Linked DNA regions of Mus musculus: regions 1, 3, 4, 5 and 6 are each linked to region 2. Evidence: chromatin contacts called from public Hi-C and promoter capture Hi-C data. All regions are on one chromosome and are shown on one strand. Each heading gives the region's core, a stretch centred on a gene start, on an enhancer-like site or on the middle of the called end of the contact. The rest is flanking DNA. Distances are from core to core; before and after follow the strand shown. Region 1 holds the start of Nodal (nodal). Region 2 holds the start of Vsir (V-set immunoregulatory receptor). Region 3 holds the start of Hk1 (hexokinase 1). Region 4 holds the start of 1700022H01Rik (RIKEN cDNA 1700022H01 gene). Region 5 holds the start of Eif4ebp2 (eukaryotic translation initiation factor 4E binding protein 2). Region 6 holds the start of P4ha1 (procollagen-proline, 2-oxoglutarate 4-dioxygenase (proline 4-hydroxylase), alpha 1 polypeptide).

Region 1 (3,635 bases), core at 30-2,529, 1.1 Mb after region 2:
AGCTGCTAATGTGCTAGTTGGAGGCTTGAAGGGGGCAGGGTGGGGGTGGGGAGTAACTAAGAGAAAACTAGTCATGGAGGAGGAAAACATGGGGGCGGACTTTGGGACAGGAATTTACATTTCTTTAAAGGTAATTTCTATCCCGCCTTCCCTTTTGAAAACACAAAGGCTAGGATCTTTCCATCCTGCAAATTCTCTTCTCAATGGCTCCCTTCCTAAGAACTCAATCATTTATGCAGCGTGAAAGAATGACCACCCCTTGCCCTACCACCCCTTACCCTAAGCCTTACGCGTATGGCATATTTGTTACATTGAATTTCCTCATAAACAAGAAATATGACTGAGGACAGTTACTTTGAGAAAAACCAAAGACATTTAATTCTGTCTTGGGCAGACAAAGTCAGCAGGTCTGGAGAGTGACTGAGATGTCCCAGGGCTCTGCCCCGCAGGCAGGAGATGCAGCCAGCAAACCTCCAGCTTTTCTTTTCCACCTTCAAAAACTCCCATAGCAAGCAGGTAAGGACCTGTCACCCTCAAACCACCAAGAATCAAGATTCCCTATAGCTGGGCCTTCAGCTTCCAGTAATTATTCCCCTTGCTCCCCAGGAGGGCACTTTGGTATTTGAAGCTGGCATTTGTCACCAAGAACAAGGTCCCTAGAGCTCATCTTTTGTTTTGTTTTGTTTTGTTTTGTTTTTCGAGACAGGGTTTCTCTGTGTAGCCCTGGCTGTCCTGGAATTCACTCTGTAGACCAGGCTGACCTCGAACTCAGAAATTCACCTGTTGGGCTGGTGAGATGGCTCAGTGGGTAAGAGCACCCGACTGCTCTTCCGAAGGTCTGGAGTTCAAATCCCAGCAACCACATGGTGGCTCACAACCATCCGTAACGAGATCTGGCGCCCTCTTCTGGAGTGTCTGAAGACAGCTACAGTGTACTTACATATAATAAATAAATAAATCTTAAAAAAAAAGAAATTCACCTGTCTCTGCCTCCCGAGTGCTGGGATTAAAGGTGTGCGCCACCATACCCGGCTAATCTTTGTTCTTTCAAATTCTCAATAACCCCTAGTTACCTAGGGGCCTTGCCAATGAAGGATGTAGCTCAGGCTAGCCTGGTGCTACCCAGAAGAGAGGACTGGCCCCTAGCCCAGCACTCCCTACCTGTTTTTGGATGAACTGGAGAGGACCGCGAGGGGTCCAGAAGAGGCAGAGTAAGGAAGCCATTATTGTGGTTCTGGGGTTGAAGCCAGCCAGGGCTCCAACACACCTCTAGCTCATCAAGCTTCACTCGGAGCAAGCCTTAGCCCGCTGTCTCAGCAGGGAGACTTCCCGAGGTAGAGGGGCAAGGTGCGGGGCGGTTTAGACTCAGAGTCTGTATGCACCCCTAACTCCCCCCCCCCCCCCCCGCCACAATTTCTCTGTAGTCTTTCTCAGCACATCACACCTCCCCTCAGCAGGGGCTCCCCTGCCCTGCCCCTCCAGGGTGGTTATAAGTTCTTAACCTATAGGTTATAGGCCTCTCCGGAGGGAGGGAGGGAAAGGGGCGGGGCGGCGGCGGCTCAGATATAAGGGACCCTGGTGTTGTTTGCGGGTCCAAACAGCCCACCATGAGTGCCCACAGCCTCCGCATCCTTCTTCTTCAAGCCTGTTGGGCTCTACTCCACCCGCGCGCCCCGACCGCGGCCGCTTTGCCTCTGTGGACACGGGGGCAGCCCTCGTCACCGTCCCCTCTGGCGTACATGTTGAGCCTCTACCGAGACCCGCTGCCTCGGGCGGACATCATCCGCAGCCTCCAGGCGCAAGGTAGGCTGCAAGCCTGGCCTCGCCAGCACTTAAGGGCTCACGGCCGGGAGGCGCGCGATGGTTGCAGCGGGGACTGAGCATCAAGAATCGTCCAGAGACTGGGATTAATTGTTTCTCCGTGGGCAGGCTCAGCACAGCGCTAGTGGCGCGATCGGAATGGAACCAGGGGCCACCGCCTTTCCGGTCGGTCCTACCTCTAATGGTAGAGGGTAAAAAGGGTAGGGCGTGGGCCGGATTGCGCCACTGAGCACCTGCGAGTCTCAGTTTGCCCATCTGTAGTTTAGAAATCGTAAGACCTTTTTGATAGACTTATAGAAGGGACTAGGTGACAACGCCCCATCTCCCCCAGAAACGCTCTGCCCAGAACCGGGCGTAAAATAAAACAAGTCGTTACTGGTTTTATCCCGGTTGCAGCAAGTGACACCAGGAACTAGGGCTCAAAGATCCGAAATTAGAGATCGGGTGTAGAAAGTCCAGAACTCAGGCAACTCTCGTGGTTGGGCGGTGTCAGGTGTCCTTGGTGACCAACAGGCTCGGAACCTACTTGGATCGAGGTGTTCGTGTGTGTGTGTGTGTGTGTGTGTGTGTGTGTGTGTGTGTGTGTGTGTGTGTGTGTGTGTGTGTTTGACCCAGCGACCTGAGTGATGCTCACCAGAGTAGGCCGACAGGTGGGTGCCCAGGAGAGGGAGTTCGGACTCAGGACTACCTTCCTGGGCGCAATCAACATCTCGCCTCTTGGGCAGCTTGGCCAGCCCGCTCCTCTGTCCTCTGGGGCCAGACGGCCCTCCGCGGGACCCGGACGCAATCCACATCTTCTAATCCGGTCTGACCCGCCGCCCGCCGGCCCTCACGACCTGGAGGCGGAGTCCCTAGTCCCCTGCCTGCAGCGTCTGGGCTGTGACTGCCGGTGACCCTCTCTTGAAGGGTCATCTGGGGACCGCGGAACAGGACAGCCTGGAGGGCAAGGCAATGGGAAATCAGTGGGATGCTAGGCCCCTCCGCCTAGGGTCGGACAGAGGTAAAGCCGGGAAAACATACCTTTCCAGTTCACTTCCCTTCTAGAAAGTTCTGGAAGGTTTGTATGGTGATGGGACAATCTGGGATGCAGAGAAACTCTTGAGGTCCATCAGATTCGGTTTTGCAGTCACCTGAGCCCACGGCAACATCACTTTGATTTTTGTTTGCTTTTGTAAATCAGGGAACTACTGTCTCCTGGCTTGTTTAAATAAACCCAACCAACTTTAGCGTTTTAACTATTCCACCAATGGTGTCGGAGGCCTTCATTTCAGCAAAAATGCTCTACCTGGATGTGGTCTAGAGGAGAGGGGCATCCCAGGCCACTCCCTCAGTACTTCATCTACTCCTGCATAGCAGAAGTGGGGTCTGTCAGCTGTCTGTGCCCACTTGTTCAGCATACTCTGGTGCAAATGGCAGTACCAGGGTGTGGGGGGCAGGGAGGCAGTTCGTGTAAAGCTCTGGCAATATGGGAAGCCTAAAATGGCAAGACCCTCCTGGGCTGAGGGGAGGGGCAGCCGAATGGCCTGAGATGCAGCTCTTTAGAATTAGAGGTGGCTACATGTGCTAATGATTCTTGTCAAATCCACACGGTGGGGGCGGAGGGGGGGTGTCAGGGTGTTCCTGAACCCCTTCCGCATGCCCATCCTGTTCACATTTATAGTATGGGTTGTTCAATGAGCTAGAGCTATATTGGGAGGACCCTCTATCCCAGGAAACCCTGGGAGTGGCCAGTGAGGAAATAGTTTCTTCCTGCCCAGCCTTCTCACTGGCCATCACAGTCACTGGTGAGGGTGCTCACTGGGGTCACTGCTCTC
Region 2 (3,713 bases), core at 254-2,753:
ATGTCTGACTCAACACTGGGGAAGCTGGGTATGGTGGTATCCACTATAATCCCAGCACTCAGTAGGCAGAGGTAGAAGAATTAGAGGTTCAAGACTATTCCCGTTACACAGGAAGGTCAAGGCTAGTCTGAGATGATGGAACACACATAAACACACACACACACACACACACACACACACACACATGTACACACATGAGCACACACACAGTATACACACATATGTATATATGTAAACATATATATATATGTTCTCATGCATAGATAAATGTACACACGTAAACACATGAGCATACACACACTATATCTATATCTATAAAATCTAGGGTTCTCATGCATACACACATGTACACGTGTACACACATGAGTACACACACAATGTGTGTATACACACACATATATCTTCTGGTGTTCTCATTGGTGTTCTCATGTGTATATATATATATATATATATATATATATATATATATATATATATATATACAAAACACACACACACACACACACACACACACACACCGGTGGGAGGCCATGGTCCTCAAAACTCAGTAGGGCAGGGGAACTCAGGTAAGGAATTTACTGGTTCCTAGCTCAGATCTGGTCTTGTGGCTGAAGGAAGCACTGACAGGAGGGGTTGGGGAGGGGGCTCCAAGGTCAGGCCAGGAAAGAACAGAGTGGAGCAAGCTCTAAGTGATCGCAAGTACAAGGATGAGTGTAGATACCTATGAGGGCCCGGAGGACAGCATGGGAGTGAGTTTGTAGAGGGGCCATGGTGGTGCATCCCTGCAATCCCAGCATGCATTAGGCGAGGTAGAAGAGTCTTGAGGGCAGCCTGAGCTACAAGGCAGCATCCTGTCTCAGAAAGCTAACCCCTCAAAAACCACAAACAAAACTCCGCCCAAACAAAACAATACAAACCCCACAGAAACAAAACTCCACACAAGTATGTTGAAAACAAACTACCAGCAAGACAGAATCAAGGGAGCCTATGAATAACAGCCCAGCCATAGATAAAGCCCTGGGGGAAAGAGGCTGAGAAGGTTCCATGGGGCACACCAACAGATGCAGGAGCGTGTCCTGAGGTTGGGAAGTTCTGGGCTTGTGCATGCCCTGCGCGTGTTTCAGGTGTGTTAGCCGGTGGACATAACTGTACCAGGTGTATCAGCTGCAGGGCACACAAGCGCAGAATGAGCCAAACTCCCTCCCACTTGCTAAAGTCATCGTAGATTTCCCTTACTTATCCACCTACCCGCCCACCCATCTACCCTGGGCTGCTGGAGAACAGGGAGCCAAAGTCCTGCCTCCAGACTAGGAGAACCGCAAGGCAAGCTGGGTTAGACTAGGGTCCACACTTTAGTATGCACGGCCCTCACGATCTCTAAAAAGCACCGGGACTTACAGGGGGAAGTGGCTGGTTGGACACTTGCCACTTCTATCAGCAACTCCAGCCCTTCCCCACCCCCATCCCTGGGCTCTGGAGACGCCGTACCGCCCGCCGCCCCTCGGGGGCGCTGCTGGGCGGGGAGCTTGCTCGGCCGCCTGCCTCGCCTTGGGCTCAGCATTCACTCTAGCGAGCGAGCGGCGTGTACAGCCGGCTCCCTGGGCTCCTGGAGTCCCGCTTGCTCCAAGCGCACTCCAGCAGTCTCTTTCTGCTCTTGCCCGGCTCGACGGCGACATGGGTGTCCCCGCGGTCCCAGAGGCCAGCAGCCCGCGCTGGGGAACCCTGCTCCTTGCTATTTTCCTGGCTGCATCCAGAGGTAAGATCAACAGGCGGTGGGGTGCTAGCGAGAGCTCTAGGGAGTACAGCCCGGTAGTGTAGGGGGCAGGATGGGAGTGCCCTGAATCCCCTCAGCCTGCGGTAACCTTCACCTTACCGCTGCTCCGCTGGGACAGCCCAGCAGGGTGCAGTGGTGTCTCCATCCTTCATCAGGCACATCTTTAATTGCTAACAGCTGCCAAAACAGCAGGCACGGGTGTCCCTTGGGGACTGCCTGCCAGACACTTCCCTGACCCGAGAGTCCAGAGCAGGGGCCATGAAGAACTTCTGCAAGGCAGGAGATGGGCCGGAGGAGAATCACCCCGTCCTATGGCGGTTGCTGAGTGCATTTTGACACCTGGGGCATCTCCCTGACTTCTGGCAACAGAGTCTAAGAGGACTTAGGGGGTGTGGTGCTGTGACCCTGGTATTCTATCCCCCTTGACACTTGTGTGTGAGTCTTGATGGACACTCCCGAATCTGAGCATGCTTGTCACCTGCTCTGTACTGAAAGTCTAAGGACCCGTTTGAGTGATCAGTGGGCTTCTGTCATTTAACCTTATTACAGCTGAGGAGTTGATTTGGATGAGTAAGAAAGACACGAGGGACACTCCCCTGAGCCCAGCAACCAGCTTGGATAACTCCTCGGCAGGGACACAGAAGCCCCACACAGGGAGATGTCACTTCCAAAGTCCAGACTCACAATCTGTACATTGTTCCGGGACACAGGGGCTCCCTAGAGCCCAATCTTTGTTTATTCGGTGAAGATCTCAAAGAAAAAGGGGAGGATACCCTGATAGTTGCCCAAACAGTAGACAGGTGGGTCCCCTGAGATGGCCTGCCTGATACTTCCCTGCTCAGAACCCAGGGCACGGGTGGCTTCTGCAAGGCAGGGGAGAGGAAGGGTCCAGAGGGAGTCACCATTGTCAGGACAGAGATGGAATGCTCAGCTCCGCAGAGGGAGCCAATAGCTGCATCAGAAAAGAAGGAAGAGGGGTTAAGGGGTTGAAAGGGAGGAGAGACAGGGAACTAACTCTTTATCAATACTGGGAGGCTGGCCTGGACTTCTGATAAGAAAGAAGGCACCCACACCCTATAGACAGAAGACTGAAGCCCTGGCCTGCCTTTCCTCACCACAGGAGAGAGCCTGTGGCAGGGATGGGGTGGCGATACAGGCGGGGGATGTTTCACTCCCAACCCCAAGGCTCATCAGGGGCATAGCTTCTAAGAACGGAGGACAGTGGCAGGCAGGAAGGCCAGTATGGCATCTACCTCAGGCTACTATCCTCCTCCCGGGTGACTCCACTAGGCCCCTTTCCTTGCCTCTTCCCTACCCTAACTAGAATGGGAAGCTTTCTGGTCAGCAGCCTCAATTTGGGAAACTAAGTCCTAGAGCTTCAGGGCAGAGGGTCAGCAGCTTGCAGAACTTCCAGCAGCAGCAGAGAGGTTCTGGGGGGAGCTGGGCTCCCTCACCCCCCAAGAGATTTCGCAGCCTACTGCATTTGCTGACTCCAGCTGATTGGTGAGCTGAAGGCCGCCTCCCTTCAGCTCCCAGGGAGGTAATCAGGGATCTAGGAGGCTTTCAGGAAAGAAACAAGAGGAAACTTTTAGCCTGGAGCTGCTCTGACCTCAACATTGGCTATACTTTAAGTCATAACTCATATACTTTAAGTCTTCCTTCTCTTTCCTGTAGCAGACCTGGTCAGGAGGCCTGGGGGCTGAATCCCCCCCCCCCCCCATCAGCATTGGGGCTGGGTTACCTTGAAAAGAATTGTGTTTGGGGCAGGGTGAGACGGGGAGGGGGTATCTGGGGGGACTTCAAACAGTCAGAGCTTAGGAGGCACTTGGAGTACATGGAAGACACTCCTTTCCTGGCCTGACAGGGACTGATGGGGGGCGGGGCAGGGGTTACCTTTGGAACCAGGTGCCCCAGACCCCAAGGGGTACAGAACCTCTTC
Region 3 (3,526 bases), core at 40-2,539, 2.0 Mb after region 2:
AACATCCCGTCTTACTGATGGTGGCAGAAAAGTGAGGTACATCTTTAAGACCCACCAGCAGACGGCACTTTATACTAGATGAACATCACCCCTAGGACCCAGCGTCCATGTGCAAGAACTCACAAGTCACAAGGAACGAATGCCAACCCCTCCGAGCTCTTCAAGTGACTAAAGTGTCTTATTTGAGCTCCTAGGCTGAGACTGCCTGGAAATTACAGGTTTAGAGGAAGAAAAAATTCCATTCAGACGTGCGGTTCTCGACCTGAGGCCTATGAGCAAAGTTTCCGGTGGCCTCTGCTCCCCTCCCCTCACCGGAAAGCCAGGCGGGTCACCCCGTCCTCAGAGTAAGGAGCAGCTGCAACAGCTGGGGGAGCCCAGTGACAGTTTCAGGAGGGCATCGTATTCTCCAAATGGGAACCCCAAATATGGGATGCCTGGCTTCCAGCCAGCACCCCCGCCAGCTGCTCACTCACCTCCCCAGCCTATCTCGGCGATCACACCTTCCCCGCCCACGGCGCGCGTGGACCTTTCAAAACAGGCCTATAGACAGGCCAGCTGGTCCCCACCTAGACAGGTCTCAGCCCGGCACTGCGTGCGGGTACCCATCTGACATCCATGGTCCTTTTCAAGGACACTGCAGTATGCAATCCAGCCGTGGGAGGAAGGGGGGGGGTCTTCAGCCGGCCGCCCAGCTCCTCAAACCACAAGCACGCCCGCATGCCCACAATGCCCGGGTGAATCCCAGCATGAGGCCTGTCGCCTGCACCCTGTAGTCCAACTAGATGCTGTCTAGCCGGGAGAGGCCGGGGGGAGGATGCAGGCGGTGGCGAGCGGATGCGGGAATGCAAGGCTGTGGCCAGGGCGGCGCCGGCGGGGCTCACCTTTTTGACTTGGTCATCCTTCAGCTCGGTGAAGTAATATGCCAGTAGTTGCGCGGCGATCATGTTGACGGTGGGGGATGCGGAGAAGCAGGTGTGGGGCCAGTGGCTCCTCAGTAGCCCTGGTGAGCAGTGGTCCTCCAGCGGCGGATCCGCGACTCCACCTCCTCCTCCCTTGGCTCCTCCCCCTCAGTCCCTGGGCGGGGCGTCTGCCTGCTCTCTCCAGACCTCCGAGCTCCCGTCCCCGGGAGGGTGACAACCGCCAGCCGGCCCACCTCCTCAGTCCCCATTGGCTACAAGGCGCCACTGCCGCGCTATGGCTGGGGCTTCCCAGCCAGAGCAGGAGAATGACGGCCGCTCCCTCCCGCGCCGGAAAGGAGGCATCACCCTGCACGTTCCCCACGTAAGGAGCGCGCGGTCACGCGTGGTGGCACAGTGCCAAGCCAGAGTGGGTGGGGTGTGGGACACGATCTGGAGGGGACCAGAGGACAGATCCAGGACACCACAAACTGGAGAACGCGAACGGAGCCACACCCCTTCCTCGGAGATTAGGGCTCGTCCCCCACCCCTCCCATCCTCCCTGTTGGGGAAGCACACAAGTGGGCGTGGAAAGAGAGCGGAAGCCGAAACTAGGCGGCTTCACAGATCTTGCACTGGGTCCCTGTGCCTGCCTGCCATCGAGGATCCAAAATCTAAGGATGATGCTCGGAGTCCCACCACAGCCTGTCAGAGTTCACATAGCGAAACCCAAAGCGCCTGCCCCTGTGACATCATGTAAGAGCTCATGGTCCCCGAGTGGGAATTTTGGCCTATTCCCAGCCTGTCCCGATCCTCCCACCCTTCTCTAGCTCTTGGGCATCCGGGTTCTGGGAGGTTGGGGGTACTGTTCAGGACTCAGGTTGAGGGGAAATCGTATTTGTACCTTATGACAAGTAAGAACTCTGACATACAGAAGTGGCTCTGATTCTACAGGTGAGGAGTCTGAGGCAATGCGTTACAGTTGCTGCTCAGGAGTCGGGCAGGGTTTTCTTAGCTTCAGTGCTGGTGACCTGGCCGTTGTATGCAGTGTCTCTTACTTAAGCTTCCCTTGCAGGCCATGTTCCCATGACCAGGGCTGCAGCATCTGTCCTGAGGGAACTATAGAGGCTAACTTCTAGCCCACACCTGGGGGGCTAGGAGCCCATGCCTGGAACACCCCTCAAGTACCCCAGGACCCTTCCAGCCACCACTGCCCACTGAGAAAGAGGTGGTAGACCTGATACCTCTATCCAGGACACATCCCCACCCTGCCCAATGGCAGGTGCAGATGTGTCCTCAGTCACTTCTTTACCCCTAAGATGGAGCTGTAACTACTGATGTCTACACCCCATGATTTTTGTGAAAGAGCATAAACACTTGTGTCTAACAAATTAAGTGGGAAGTACTCTCATAGAATGAACTTGGGAGCCTACAGGTTAAAGTTTGGGGGGGGGGGCGCAACCTGTATATCGCCATTTCCAGGCCCAGGGAGGGCCTAACTGTTGTATTTAAATTATTTTCCTAATAGGATCTCCCCTCAAAAAGATTAGCATTTGAGGCCCACATAAATCTCAAACTAACACACACACACACACATATGCACAGGCGAACGCTACCAACATGGCCACCAGTGTCAGGACAAAATGGTTCTTCTAAGCTGCATTCGACTCTGCAAATGTAGTTCTGCCAGCCAGCTCTCAAGGCTGGGACATCTTTGAGGATGGAGGGTTGTTTTGTTTTCTCAGAGCTCTGTAGGTTGAATGGGCCATCTCTCTGCTCCCCGTGTTAGACTCACGGCCCCCTCACTCAGCCTTCAGCTATCACTATAATCTGTCCCCATACAACCCTTACCCAACAAACCAGAATTGGGAAAAAGCTGGCCAAACTTATAGGCAGGTAGGCACCTCTGCTATCCCTTCCCCCAACCCCTGTACCAAGGTGACTCAGTACACACACACACACACACACAGAGGCACTAAGGCTTAGCATTATTTCCTAATTCACATCTCTAAGTCAGACTCACTGCCGCTCCCAATACCATTACCACCCCAGTTTTTCGCCTGTCTAGCTAGAAATATTACAAGAACATTTAAGGTGGCTTTCTGGTTGTTGGCTACCAGCCATCCAAGCCATTCTGAGCTGCAGGCCACGGCACTCTCCCTGAAAAGCAACCTTAATTGTGTTATGTCCCTGCCTGCAGTCCCTTCTGGGCCCTGATGGAGCCGATTTAAACATGTTGGCCCTGTAGCTGACCCTACTCTTTGAGTGTATCTCTTCCCTGGCCCCTGGTCACAACAGGGCTATTTCCCTCTCTCCTCAGACTGCACAGGTCCATTCCACTGTGGCACCGCTCATACCCCTTTGCTCGCCTACCCTTCCCCGTTCATCTATACCTGTCCAAGTTCCCTTCACCACAGGAAGGCATGTCTGGCCTTCCTGCCTAAGCTGGCCTCCCATGACCTCAGTCACTCACCCTGGCCTCCCAGGCCCCAGCACCTCCACAGGGCACACTCGGACAGTGCTCAGAGTCCATGCAAACGGGGACCAGGGCTCTTCTCTACAGGCAAGGCAGCGTAGGATGCACAGCTGGTGGGCCATCTTGCCCAGTGGCAGGTTGCGGTAGAATTTGG
Region 4 (3,845 bases), core at 1,265-3,764, 1.3 Mb after region 2:
TCATCAGAATATCAGATATTTACATTACCCGGAACAGTGAAATTACAGCTAGGAATTGGCAATGAAAATAATTGTATGCCGGGCAGTAGTGGCACATGCCTTTAATCCCAGCACTTGGGAGGCAGAGGCAGGCAGATTTCTGAGTTCGAGGCCAGCCTGGGCTACAGAGTGAGTTCCAGGACAGCCAGGGCTACACAGAGAAACTCTGTCTCAAAAAACAAAAACAAAACAAAAACAAAACTGAAAATAATTTTATGGTTGAGGGGGAGTCCCAGGTTGCCACAGCCTGAGGAACTGTATTAAAGAGTCGAAGCCTTAGGCCGGTTGAGAACCTTTCGGAAGCTTGTACCTCTTCTTAGGTCTGTTTAATAAACTGGCTAACTTCACGTCACTCTGATTCTTCTGAGCTGCAGGCAAATGCCTGTCTTTACTTGAATGGGATGGGGAAAGGAGCCCCTTGGGCTGCTCGTGCAGGGCTGGACTGCATCTCTTCTTGGCACTCACAAGCCAAGCTGCCCTCAGAGTTCAGAGGTTCTCCTGCCTCTGCCCCCCGAGGGCTGGAATGTAGCTGTATTCTGATACACCTTGCTGCATTGTTTTTTTGATTTTTAAAATGACCTTAGTCAGTTTGTGTCTATGAACATTTTACTTACATATATGTGTGTTGTGTGTTCTAAGAAGCCTTGAAGGTCAGAAAAGGGTGCTGGATCCCGTGGGACTGGAGTTACAGATGCTTGTGAGCAGCCATGTGGGTGCTGGGATTGAACTCATTCTTAGGGGAGATGTCACATGTACTTTTTAGCTTGGTGACCTCATGACTGAGACCTCACCAGACCCTCCTGTAGCTTTAGACCCATTTTTATGAAATGCCTGGTATCAAACTCTGGAAGTTGGAACCAACACTGGCTAACTAAGTCGCACTCACTTGCTTTCCTTCTTAGTTCACAGGAACCATTCCTTTGCCAGCCCTGGCATTTGCAGAGACTGCCCTCCCCACCCCACTTTCTGTGGTTCTGGAACTTGAACTCAGGTTGTCAGTCTTGATCTTTGAGCAGTGTGACTGCTAATCTTGGTTGTCAAGTTGATCACATCTGGAATTAACTAAGATGAAAGCAGCTGGTCACACCTGTGAGGGATTTTTCTTGATCGGATCATATGAAGTGGGAAGACCCACCCTAAATCTGGGCCACACTCTCGAGTGGCAGCCCACATAAAAGGACATGGAAGGAGGAGGCGTTTGCTTTTTTGCCTGCTTGCCCTCACTCTCCCTGGCAAGTTCATCTGTTCTGTTGTTGAGGCATCCCTCCATTGATATTAGGACCTACTTCTTTGGGATTCCAACTTCGACTGAAGACTACTGGCTATGTAGTAGTTCCCTAGATTCTCAGCATCAGATTGGGACTGCTGAGCCTATCAGTCTGGTATGGTCTGAACCATTACCCAACTCTTGGCCTTCCCATTGGGAAACAACCAATTGTTGGACTACTCAGACCACAGCCTGTAAGCCACTCTAATAAATCCTCTTAACGATATATTGGGGTTAGAGAGATGGCTGAGCAGTGAAGAGCACTGGATGGTCTTCCAGAGGACTTGGGTTCAATTCCCAGCAGAGATATGCTCACTAGAATCTCACCATGGTCTATAACTCCCGTTCCAGGAGATCTGACACCCTTTTGGTCTCTGCAGGCAACAAACATGTACATAGTACAGACATTCATGCAAACAAAACACTTGTAAATATTTTTTAAGTTGCACATGTATAATTATTCTATCTCTGTTCCTTATTTATTCGTTTGTTTAAGACAGGGTATCGCCGTGTAACTCTGGCTGGCCTGGAACTCAGAGATCCATAGACATTAGCTTCCCAAGGGCTGGCATTAAAGGCGTGCATCACAATGCGGGGCCAGTTGTGGTTCCTCTGAGAGCCCTGGCTAAAACAGTAGGCAAACCTACCTTGACCTGATGGATGAGCTATTTTGCAAGCCCCAGTTAACTGATTTGTTCAGTGGAGCTATTAATACGTACTGAGGGTTAAACCAGATGAAGGATCCCAAGCAGTCAGGGTACTGCCCAAAACTGCTCATTAAACTCTTGTTGCTTTTATTTAGAAAGCTGAAAAATAGAAACGCTATCCCAAGGCGGGGAAAACAACTTAAAACGATGACTAGGTGACATCCACCTAGGTTGAGGTCTCCAAAGTCAATTCTACTGTCCTAGACTCTACTGATATCTGGCAGCCTCCGCTTCTGATGTCCGGCGCGCGTCTGAAAACATACTGGGATCGGAAGCCCCAGGCTGCTTAAGTAGCTGCTTAAGTTGGGGACAGAAGCCCAGGCCGCCTGACAGACGCTGCCACGTCTTACCCCGCTTGAGAGCCTCCACAGAGCGGGCGGAGCCTCACCCCGAGCGTACGTCACTCCTTAGGCCCGCCTCTCCGCGGCCAGAGTGGCTGTTAGGGCGGTACCCACAGCCCGGACGGCGTGACGCGTCGAGGGGGCGGGGCACGTGCGTGCCCGGAAGTCTCAGGGAGGGGCGTGACGTACATCCGGCGCGTAGCTGGCGGACCCGGGGACTGCTGGTCTGTGTGCTCTGAGGGAGGGTCGCGCCGCCAGCCACCGCCGGAGGAGCCCCTCGGGCCGTGAGTCGGGGCCCCAGCGGAGGAGGTGGCGGTGGGGCAGCGGGCCCGGGACGGGCCACAGCGAAGGCCGGGGCGCGGGGCCGCCGCGGAGGGGCTGGGTGGGGGTGCAGTGACACGCAGGCGGTTCCGCGGGCCGGCTCTGGGCGGGGACGGGCTGCGGGGTGGCGTGGCGGCGGTCGGGGTTTTTTTTGGGGGAGGAGACGGCTTCGTGGCCTCCATAGCGGAGGAGTCTGGTTCCTCGGTGAGGATAGCTGGAGCCCTGGCACTCATCCTTGCGTTCTGCAGATCGTGGCCCTCGAGTAGCGAGTGGGCGCTCGAGCCCCACGTTCAGCCTCTGGGTATCCGATGCCCTGTCTGGAACCCATGGTCTCTCCCTCCACCAACACCCCACTCCCATCCACCCTTTTTATTTTTCCTGTGCATGGAAAAATTCCCTCTTGGGCGATTATCGTAGATGAATGTTTTCTTCGTCATTTTTACCCAGGTGAGAATGGTACCGACCAATGGTACCATTGGTAGTCGTACCCTTTCTCAGTATCCTCCCTCACTGGGTGTTTCTTCAGTACCTGGGCACTGTCCGCTCAGGTTGAGAAGGGAGGGTTAGGGGGGAATTGTCAGGAAGCTGATCTTTGACATTCACCTTGCAGCTACGTAGACTTTCTTAGTTAATAGCCAGCTGCCTTCTATCCCAGATTCACCCGGAGTGAATATGTTTGAGAGTACGTTTTTTATTGCTTGATGGTCTTTCTGGCACTTGTTTGTTCCCATCTTGATATTTGCACGGTTTTTACTTAAGGTTCATGAATTGTGTTGTTGGTTTTAATATTCTTAACATTCCATAGATGATAGAGTAGACGAAGAATAGAAAATAGTGTGTTCTTAAGATTATCGTCTGTGTAGGTGGTAGGTTAAGGAAGAAAGTTACCTTTTACCCTTTTGGAAGTCTTATGATTGGAATTTAATATTAGCAGGAAAAGGGCTTTGGTTTTAGGTGAGAGGCTTTTCTTCTTAAATACCTTATTTTTATTTGATGTGAATTGTTGTTTTACCTCCATGTGTGCCTGTGTGAGATCCCCTAGAGATGAAGTTACAGTTCTGAGCCGCATGTGGGTGCTGGGGCTTGAACCCAGGGCCTCTGGGAGAGCAGTTGGTACTCTGAACCTCTGATCCGTCTCTCCTGGCTTTTGGAACTGATGCTTTTGACCGC
Region 5 (3,480 bases), core at 955-3,454, 1.1 Mb after region 2:
CCTCTGCCTGACCAGTGCTGGCCACTAATCTGTTTCCTAAAAGTTATCTGTTCAAGTGGAGACAATTCCATCCAGGGCTGACTAAGAGCTTTCCCGACTTTTGTTACACCAGATAACACACACCAATAAATCCCAGCACTGGCAAGGCTAATAGTCCAAGATCATGGGTTTGGGTCCAAGGTAGTGTGGACCATATGGAGAAAAAAAAACTGTTTCAAGAAAAGCAAGAGGAAAGGAAGAGAGAAGGAAAAGACCATATAAGGAAGCTGTCTTCAGCCAGGCAGTGGTGGCTCACGCCTTTAATCCCAGCACTCGGGAGGCAGAGGCAGGCAGATTTCTGAGTTCAAGGCCAGCCTGGTCTAGAGAGTGAGTTTCAGGACAGCCAGGGATACACAGAGAAACCATCTTGAAAAACAAAAATAAACAAAGCTGTCTTCAGCAACTTAAACCACTACCCTCTCACCAGATCTCCACTGTCTTTCCTTAAACCTGGCTCTCTCTAAGGAGTGCAGCTTCCCTCCTGCCTGGGTCATTTGGAAGGTCTTTCCGGACATTTATGCCTTTCTGCCATCCCTTTTCTGGACCGGCCTGGCTGGATCCTCTGCCAACTTTTCTCCTAGATGTTTGCTTTGATTTTTTTTTTTTTTTTTTTTTTTTGCCCCCTTCCTTGTTTGGTTGGTTTTTTTGTTTGTTTTTTTGAGACAGGGTGTGACACTGTAGCACAGGCTGTCTTGGAACTCTTTTTTTTTTTTTTTTTTTTTTTTTGAGACAGGGTTTCTCAGTATAGCCCTGGCTGTCCTGAAACTCCTCTGTAGACCAGGCTGAACTCCAAATCCGCCTGCCTCTGCCTCCCAAGTGCTGGGATTAAAGGTGTGTGCCACCACTGCCTGGCCTTGGAACTCATTATATTGCCAGGGCTAGCCTTAAACTGCCATTCTCCTACCCCGTCTTTCTGGAGTAGTAGGGTCACAGCCCTAACTACCACACACAGCCTTCTGGACTGCTGTCTCTTGGTGTTGGCAAGGTCCCCTTACTCTGTGCCTTCCAATTGCACAAGATTCCAGGATGGCCAGGCCCACTTTTAAGTGATTGGTTAGGAGTCCTGTCTCATGATCAGCGATCTATAGACTGTAAGGGCTGCTAACCAAATCTTCACCCTCTAGCTGAAGCCCAGCCCCCGGGGTCACCAAAAGAAGGCAAAGTTCTGAGATTAGGGACAGAAAGCCAGTTCCCTTCATGAAGGCACCGGAAGAACCCCTTCCAGGCTCCTCCCTCTTAGAGAACAGCCCAGAAAAGAGACAAACAACCTTTGCGCTTCCTCCTCTCGTGACCAATTCAACATACTTTATTTACCTCTTCTCCAGTGATAGTAAACGGATCCCGGCCATCTTTTGAAAAGCAACTTCAGGAACCTCCCTTTGCATCGCTTTTTTCTACAAGCCCTTTCCCTAGGATCAAGCAACCTAACCCGACTAGTGTGTGCTGTTTGACAAAGCACCTTTAAAACCGCTCTTCGAAAGCCCTGATCTGAAACCTGACAGCGCCTCTACCAAAGCCAACAACTTCTTGGATACCAAAGGAGCTATTTTACACGTCCCACTTGTGGGAGCTGGGGCTCCCCCAACCTTTGATGACTCCTCTAACAAAGTAAACAATGCTGTCAAAGGAGGCTAACACTGGGCGAGGCATGCAGAGTGCATGCCAGCCTCGTCTCGGAACTCTCGGCGCAGCCAGACCAGTCATCTTAGGCTTCCGCGCCAGGTCCGTCTCCCCGACTTCCCTCTCCCCAAAGCCCGTAGGACAGCTCCAGAGGCAAGCCCCGCTGCGCAGAATGCACGGTCTGCAGCACACCGTACGGGCAGCGGGGAGGAAGCTGTTGGTCGAGCATGCAGTGCCACGCGCCAGCCGTGATGGCGGGCAGGCCGGGCGCGGCTCACCTCCCGGCGTTGTGGAGAACAGCGTCCCCCCGGGCGTGGTGCAGTAGTCCTGAGGTAGCTGCGCGGCGTCGCTGATAGCCACGGTGCGCGTGGGGATGGCGCGGCTCTGGCTGGGCTGGTGGCTACCACCGGCCGACGCGGACATGGCTCCGACGCGGGCTCGAGGCTTTGTGCAGCAGCGGCGGCGGCGGCGGCGGCGGCGGCGGCGGGGCCGGGCGGCTCTGGCTCCTCACGCTCGGCTCTCAACTCGCCTGCTCTCGCCCGGTCGTCCCGCTGCGATACCGCTCCCGCTGCCGCCGCCGCCGCCGCCGCCCGGTCCTCCGGCCTCCGCCTGCAGCCTCAGCAGCAGCAGGAGCAGCAGCGGCAGCAGCGGCAACGATGACTACCGGAAGCGGTCGAAGGCGGGAGCAAGGGGTAGTAGAGGGAGGGACAATATGGAAGCCGGACGTGACGTTGGAGGGCGTGTCTGAGGCGAGTGGGCGGGTAGCTGGGGGCGTGACTGAGGCAGCCGAAGGCTAGAGGCAGAGGGTGAACCCGGAAATCCGGGAAAAAGGAAGTGTTGAAGGGTGGAGCCTTAGGGTGGGCGGGACTTTGAGGGGCGGGGCTGAGTTCAGAGGAACATAATAGACTCCCAGTGAAGCTGAGTGTAGGTGATTAAGGCACGCGGGAGGGGGGGGAAGCGGGGTGTGTGTGTGTGTGTGTGTGTGTGTGTGTGTGTGTGTGTGTGTGTGTGTGTGTGTGTGTGTGTGTGTGTGTGTGTGTGTGTGTGTGTGTGTGTGTGTGTGTGTGTGTGTGTGTGTGTGTGTGTGTGTGTGTGTGTGTGTGTGTAATTGTTTGTGGTGTGTAAGTGTGGACTAACAGTACTTTCTTAGGGCTTACTTCATATTCCCATCTATATCTAACCATTAAAAGTATAACTCGGGCTGGAGGGATGGCTCAGTGGTTAAGAGCACTGTCTTCTAGAGATCCTGAGTTCAAATCAGCAACCACATGGTGGCTCACAACTATCTGTAATGGGATCCGATGCCCTCTTCTGATGTGTCTGAAGACAGCTACAGCGTACTCATATACATAAAATAAATAAATAAATCTTTTTAAAAAATTATAACTCTGGGAGCCCACAAGATGGCTCAGCAGGTAAAGAAAGGCATTTGTCACCAAGCCTGCAGACCTGAGTTCCACCACCCAGAAGCCACAAGGTGAAAGGGGAGACCGACTCTCCCAAGTTATCCTCTGACTTCTCCACTAGTCCATGAGCACCCATCTGCCTGCCCATAAATAAATAAATGTAATCAAAGTTTTTGTTTGTTTGTTTGTTTGTTTGTTTCGTTGGTTGGTTTTTCGAGACAGGGTTTCTCTGTATATCCTGGCTGTCCTGGAGCTCACTTTGTAGACCAGGCTAGCCTCGAACTCAGAAATCCACCTGCTTCTGCCTCCTGAGTGCTGGGATTAAAGTCGTGCACCACCACACCCAGCTAATCAAAGTTATTTTAAGAAGTATAATTTTAATTGCTCATTATTAAAGGAAAGCAATGCGTACACG
Region 6 (3,843 bases), core at 688-3,187, 1.0 Mb before region 2:
AGTTCAATTTTAGCAAAAGATTTTAAATGCCTGCCAGCGACTCCAACACCTTCAGTCAAGAGGAAGTACGGCAGAGGGAGAGTTCCGGGGGTGAACAAGAACTGCAACACTGTCTTACTTTTACAAAGTTCATAAGAGCATATGGTCATGTAGACATATTGCTAAGACCCCTCCAAGGATCTTAGAAGGGGGTGCTGGCAATTCTGATTCCTGACACTGAAGCTTCACTGACTTCAGGTCTGGAGACATCCTTTGGTCCGTGACTCATAAAACATATTAAGGATTAAAGGAGATTTTTATATGGGTCATATCTGGCAGGATTTACTGTAGTGAGAGGTTAAAAAAATATATAAAATAGCTTTATTTGTGCATTTTAAAACAACTATATTACAAGTTAGCAGAAAAACATTTTTAATAAAAACATCTTAAGAGTATTAGTGGGGTGGCTGTGTGGTTTTTTGCTTTTTTTGTTTTTCTTCTGTAAATTCTCTTACTAGTGGCCTGGTTGGGATATGCCTCACACTTAAACCATGACAAAGGAGCAGAAGTCTCTGGAAAATCCAACTGTGTTGTCATTATAGCAAAAGAATCGAAATCGTCCTACAAAAACATTTTTGGCTCTACTGCTCCTGACTAGACCCACAGAGCCACACTTTTAGAAACCATTGCTTTCAGACGCCTGAAGCTCTTTGTCTCTCTGTCCCAGATAAGTGCCAATCAGTTCCATACTTTAGCAAGCAAGGAAAACTTTACAGTTTTAAACGAGTAACAAATGTTAGAAAAGTCTTTCTTTCCCTGACAGGAAGTAAATTATCTCTGGCATTGTCCTTATTGCCAGTAACTAAGGTTCTCTTCTTTTAGATCAAGACTAAACTCAAACACAGTTCGTGCCTTATATAGTGTGCTCAGTAGTATTTTTTTAAAGATTTAATTTTATTCATTTTAACTATACGTATGTGTCTTGTGTGGTTAAATACCGGTGTTCTTGGAAGCCCAGAGTTGTTGATCTGCCCGACCTGGGGTTTCAGGATGTTGTGAGCCACCACCCAGCACGGTGCTGGGAACTGAAATCTTAGCTGTGTGTGCCACATCTCCAGACTTACTGTTGTTGATGCTTGTTTCTGTGCTGGTTTGTTTGAGGCTAGGTAATAAAGTCTAAGGCCTTTTTTTTCCATGTTAGGTAAATGCTCAAAACCCAACATCCTGGTACACCCCCTCCCCAGCCCCATTATATGTTTCCATGCTCTTCCTGAATCCTAGGCATGTGCTAAGTAAGTGCTTTTTCATTCATTGTCTCATTGTTTCTCACAGCAAGCCTAGGGCCTAGGGAACAGATAATATTGTATTCCTTCTTTGCAGATGTAGCACCCAAGATACAGGGAAGTTAAAATCTAACTTTATACAGAGTGGGTTAGGATTTAACCTCAGATGACACTCAATTGTCATCTATTATTCACCCATAAAGTATGCGGGTGGGAGATTAAGCGAAATCCTCGTGTTCAAAAGTGTAAAAAAGACGCTTATTAAAGCAAAAACCCCTGTGGGCCAAGCCAGCCCCGACAGTCACCCCGGATACACCGTCTTGTTTCCCACTCCACACCTCCACTTTATTTCCTAAATTCTTATAAACTTCTCCTAATTTTGCACAACTGTCCTTCCTGATGGCTTCGATGGCTCTGAGACCCGCCGCTGACCCTGAAATGAAGGCGCTAAATCCTACAGGAACCCGGGCGGGGGTGGTGGTGGAAGCCCCATGGTAACCACGGGAACGGTGGCGTGGCAGGAGCTCTGCGCAGGCGCACTGCGTCCTCGCGTGGGCCAGCCTAGGCTTGGAACACCCCGGGCCTGGGCGACTCCCGGGTGGGTGGGAGGCTCGCCGCAAGCGCCTGCGCAGTGGCGCGGGAGCTGGTGTGACAGAGCGCACGTAGCGAGGGCTGCGGCCGCCCCCTCTCCGGCGCGCCGGCGCGGCAGGGGAATATAAAAGGGACGCCTGGCTCCCTCTACTGCCCAGTCGCACTGCCAGCAGGCTGAGGGCGGCAGGGAGCTAGCTAGCGGGGACTGCAGGCGACAGGACTGACCCGAGCCGAGCTGTCGCCTTCCTCCCGGCCCGCTATCCAGGTGAGGCGCTCCTCCGATCTTGGAGACGGATGCGGGGTCCCCGCGGGCAGCCGGGGTCCCTTCGCTCTGGAGTGGGGCTCAGCCCTTCTCACAGCCGCCCCCGGGTCTCCCCGAGAGGACCCGGCCCCGCACCCCCGAAGTCAGGCCGCCCCGGCGCTCTCCCAGCTTCCCTCGCCGTCCCCCCACCCCCGTCCTGCCTCTGGCCGGAGCGGCAGCAGCGGCTTGCGCCCCGCCCCAGCACTAGGACCTTCTTGAATGTTCCATCCCGGGCAGCCAGCCTCCCTGATGACTTGTGCAGCGGTACCTCGTCCGCCCCACTAAGCCGGGGGAAGGCGAGGGCGGACGGGCGGGGGTCTGGGCCGCCCGAGCCGCAGATGGTTAGCATGTGGCAGTGGAGAAAGCAGGCAGCGCTTGCAGCCGGGGGCTGAGTCTCTCCGTTTCGATCGCTCTTCTTCTCTTTTTCCTTTTCACTTTTGGAAAGTAAAGCTGGGAAGTGGGACCTACTCAGAAGTTAGGACTGAACTTGTCTGTTGCGCTTCTCGGCGTTGTCTCAGCAAGTAGACATAGCCCGGGGCGCCGAGTTTAGCTGAGAAGTTGCTGTCATTCACAGTTGGGGAAGCTGGCTTCTTCCTTCCTCTTCATCCCAGTGAATCACTTAAGGACACACGCGTCTGTCTCTGTATTTCTCTCTCCCTCTGCTCCTTCTTTCCTCCTGGTTTCCAATCTTGCCCACCTCCTCTGGTTCAGCTCACCCTGATGATCCCCTTTCCCTTTTCGTCTTTCACGCTCCCCTCCTCTTGCAGGGTCAACAAGTCAGTCCATTTTGGCCAAACCTTCTATGGTTGTGTGAGACTTTTAAACTGAATTTTGTGATTGACCCCAGATGGATGTTCAGTGTGGGGAAGGATGGTACGGTTAAATACGAGGTTGTTTCTCCTAGAGAGTGGGAATTTGGTACAAAGGCAGGCTTTCGGACTTAACATCTTCAGCTGACCATCCAAAATGAGGACTCTTGGGGTATTGCACCGTGGTTTATAGGGAAGAGCCTCCACAGAAAGGGATAGACAAGCTCCTGGGTTCTCTTTTAGGAAATGATTTTTTTTTTTTTTTTAATTAAAAGGAACCTGCCAGGTTCGACTTAACTCGAGAGCCATGGCTCTTGGACTTTTTCCTTGGAATGCACTCTGGAGGGATGGAATAGCCACTACGTGAGTGGGGGAGGGGGGAGACGTGGCAACGCTGTTCTTTCATCAACTTTTTTTTTTTTAAGGTTGAGGGGGAAAAAAAAAACCTCGTTTCCCTTCTCAGGTTTAGATGAAGCTTATGAATGGAACTTAGTCTTTTCCTAAAATAATCGCATAAAAAAATTACTCCTGCGTAGCAGGAACATTGGAAATTAAACTTTAAAAAGACACAAAAGGGTTATTTTGATTATTTCTAGGGAGAAAAGAGATTTTTAAGCAGGAAGTAGAAGCTGAAAGTGAACACGCTCTGAATATTTTTATCTTGATTTGAAATAGGAATAGTCGTGATTTCTTTCTTTTTTTTCTTCAGCCACTGATTTTCTTTAACTTTAGACCGTCAGTGTCATTTCAGAACCTTAAATATGAATTAGAAGCTTTATCTTTTCCTTTTGTAGGAAGCATAGATTTTTGTTCCTTACTTTAAAAGGTCATGACAGTTTGATTTTGCAATATTGTGTCTAATTTTTTCCTGAGGGCAGAT

What was found. Promoter capture Hi-C pulls out the DNA fragments that hold promoters and counts their contacts. Hi-C and Micro-C count contacts between places; a contact is called where the count stands out from the background.
Region 1: a contact with region 2 is called in a promoter capture Hi-C map of hippocampal neurons, with 3 times the contacts expected there. The contact joins the promoter of Nodal here to the promoter of Vsir in region 2. A contact is called at or near these places in 2 of 39 promoter capture datasets (cranial neural crest and hippocampal neurons).
Region 3: a promoter capture Hi-C map of liver shows a contact between it and region 2, with 4 times the contacts expected there. The contact joins the promoter of Hk1 here to the promoter of Vsir in region 2.
Region 4: a Hi-C map of regulatory T cells shows a contact between it and region 2, with 4 times the contacts expected there. The contact joins the promoter of 1700022H01Rik here to the promoter of Vsir in region 2. A contact is called at or near these places in 1 of 39 promoter capture datasets (pre-B cells), 2 of 484 Hi-C or Micro-C datasets (B cells and regulatory T cells) and 2 of 9 other capture datasets (adipose tissue and liver).
Region 5: a Hi-C map of CD4 T cells shows a contact between it and region 2, with 2.7 times the contacts expected there. The contact joins the promoter of Eif4ebp2 here to the promoter of Vsir in region 2. A contact is called at or near these places in 3 of 39 promoter capture datasets (cranial neural crest, erythroid cells and hippocampal neurons) and 1 of 484 Hi-C or Micro-C datasets (CD4 T cells).
Region 6: a contact with region 2 is called in a promoter capture Hi-C map of pre-B cells, with 5 times the contacts expected there. The contact joins the promoter of P4ha1 here to the promoter of Vsir in region 2. A contact is called at or near these places in 2 of 39 promoter capture datasets (the C10 cell line and pre-B cells), 1 of 484 Hi-C or Micro-C datasets (CD4 T cells) and 1 of 115 datasets of contacts at active chromatin or transcription factors (thymic regulatory T cells).

The regions. Positions count from the first base shown.
Region 1 is chr10:61,416,693-61,420,327 of GRCm38.p6, forward strand. Nodal (nodal) reads left to right here and starts at 1,280. Exons shown (of 3, transcript NM_013611.5): 1 at 1,280-1,803. The coding sequence starts at 1,608.
Region 2 is chr10:60,345,348-60,349,060 of GRCm38.p6, forward strand. Vsir (V-set immunoregulatory receptor) reads left to right here and starts at 1,504. Exons shown (of 7, transcript NM_028732.4): 1 at 1,504-1,756. The coding sequence starts at 1,675. The region is part of intron 39 of Cdh23 (cadherin 23 (otocadherin)); the gene reads right to left.
Region 3 is chr10:62,339,132-62,342,657 of GRCm38.p6, forward strand. Hk1 (hexokinase 1) reads right to left here and starts at 1,290. Exons shown (of 18, transcript NM_001146100.1): 1 at 882-1,290. The coding sequence starts at 944. Hk1os (hexokinase 1, opposite strand) reads left to right here and starts at 1,103. Exons shown (of 3, transcript NR_168630.1): 1 at 1,103-1,281.
Region 4 is chr10:61,677,776-61,681,620 of GRCm38.p6, forward strand. It overlaps 1700022H01Rik (RIKEN cDNA 1700022H01 gene), which reads right to left and starts at 2,515. Exons shown (of 2, transcript NR_126477.1): 1 at 2,364-2,515. It overlaps Sar1a (secretion associated Ras related GTPase 1A), which reads left to right and starts at 2,510. Exons shown (of 7, transcript NM_009120.3): 1 at 2,510-2,638.
Region 5 is chr10:61,450,465-61,453,944 of GRCm38.p6, forward strand. Eif4ebp2 (eukaryotic translation initiation factor 4E binding protein 2) reads right to left here and starts at 2,205. Exons shown (of 3, transcript NM_010124.2): 1 at 1,938-2,205. The coding sequence starts at 2,082.
Region 6 is chr10:59,321,359-59,325,201 of GRCm38.p6, forward strand. P4ha1 (procollagen-proline, 2-oxoglutarate 4-dioxygenase (proline 4-hydroxylase), alpha 1 polypeptide) reads left to right here and starts at 1,938. Exons shown (of 15, transcript NM_001316371.1): 1 at 1,938-2,118.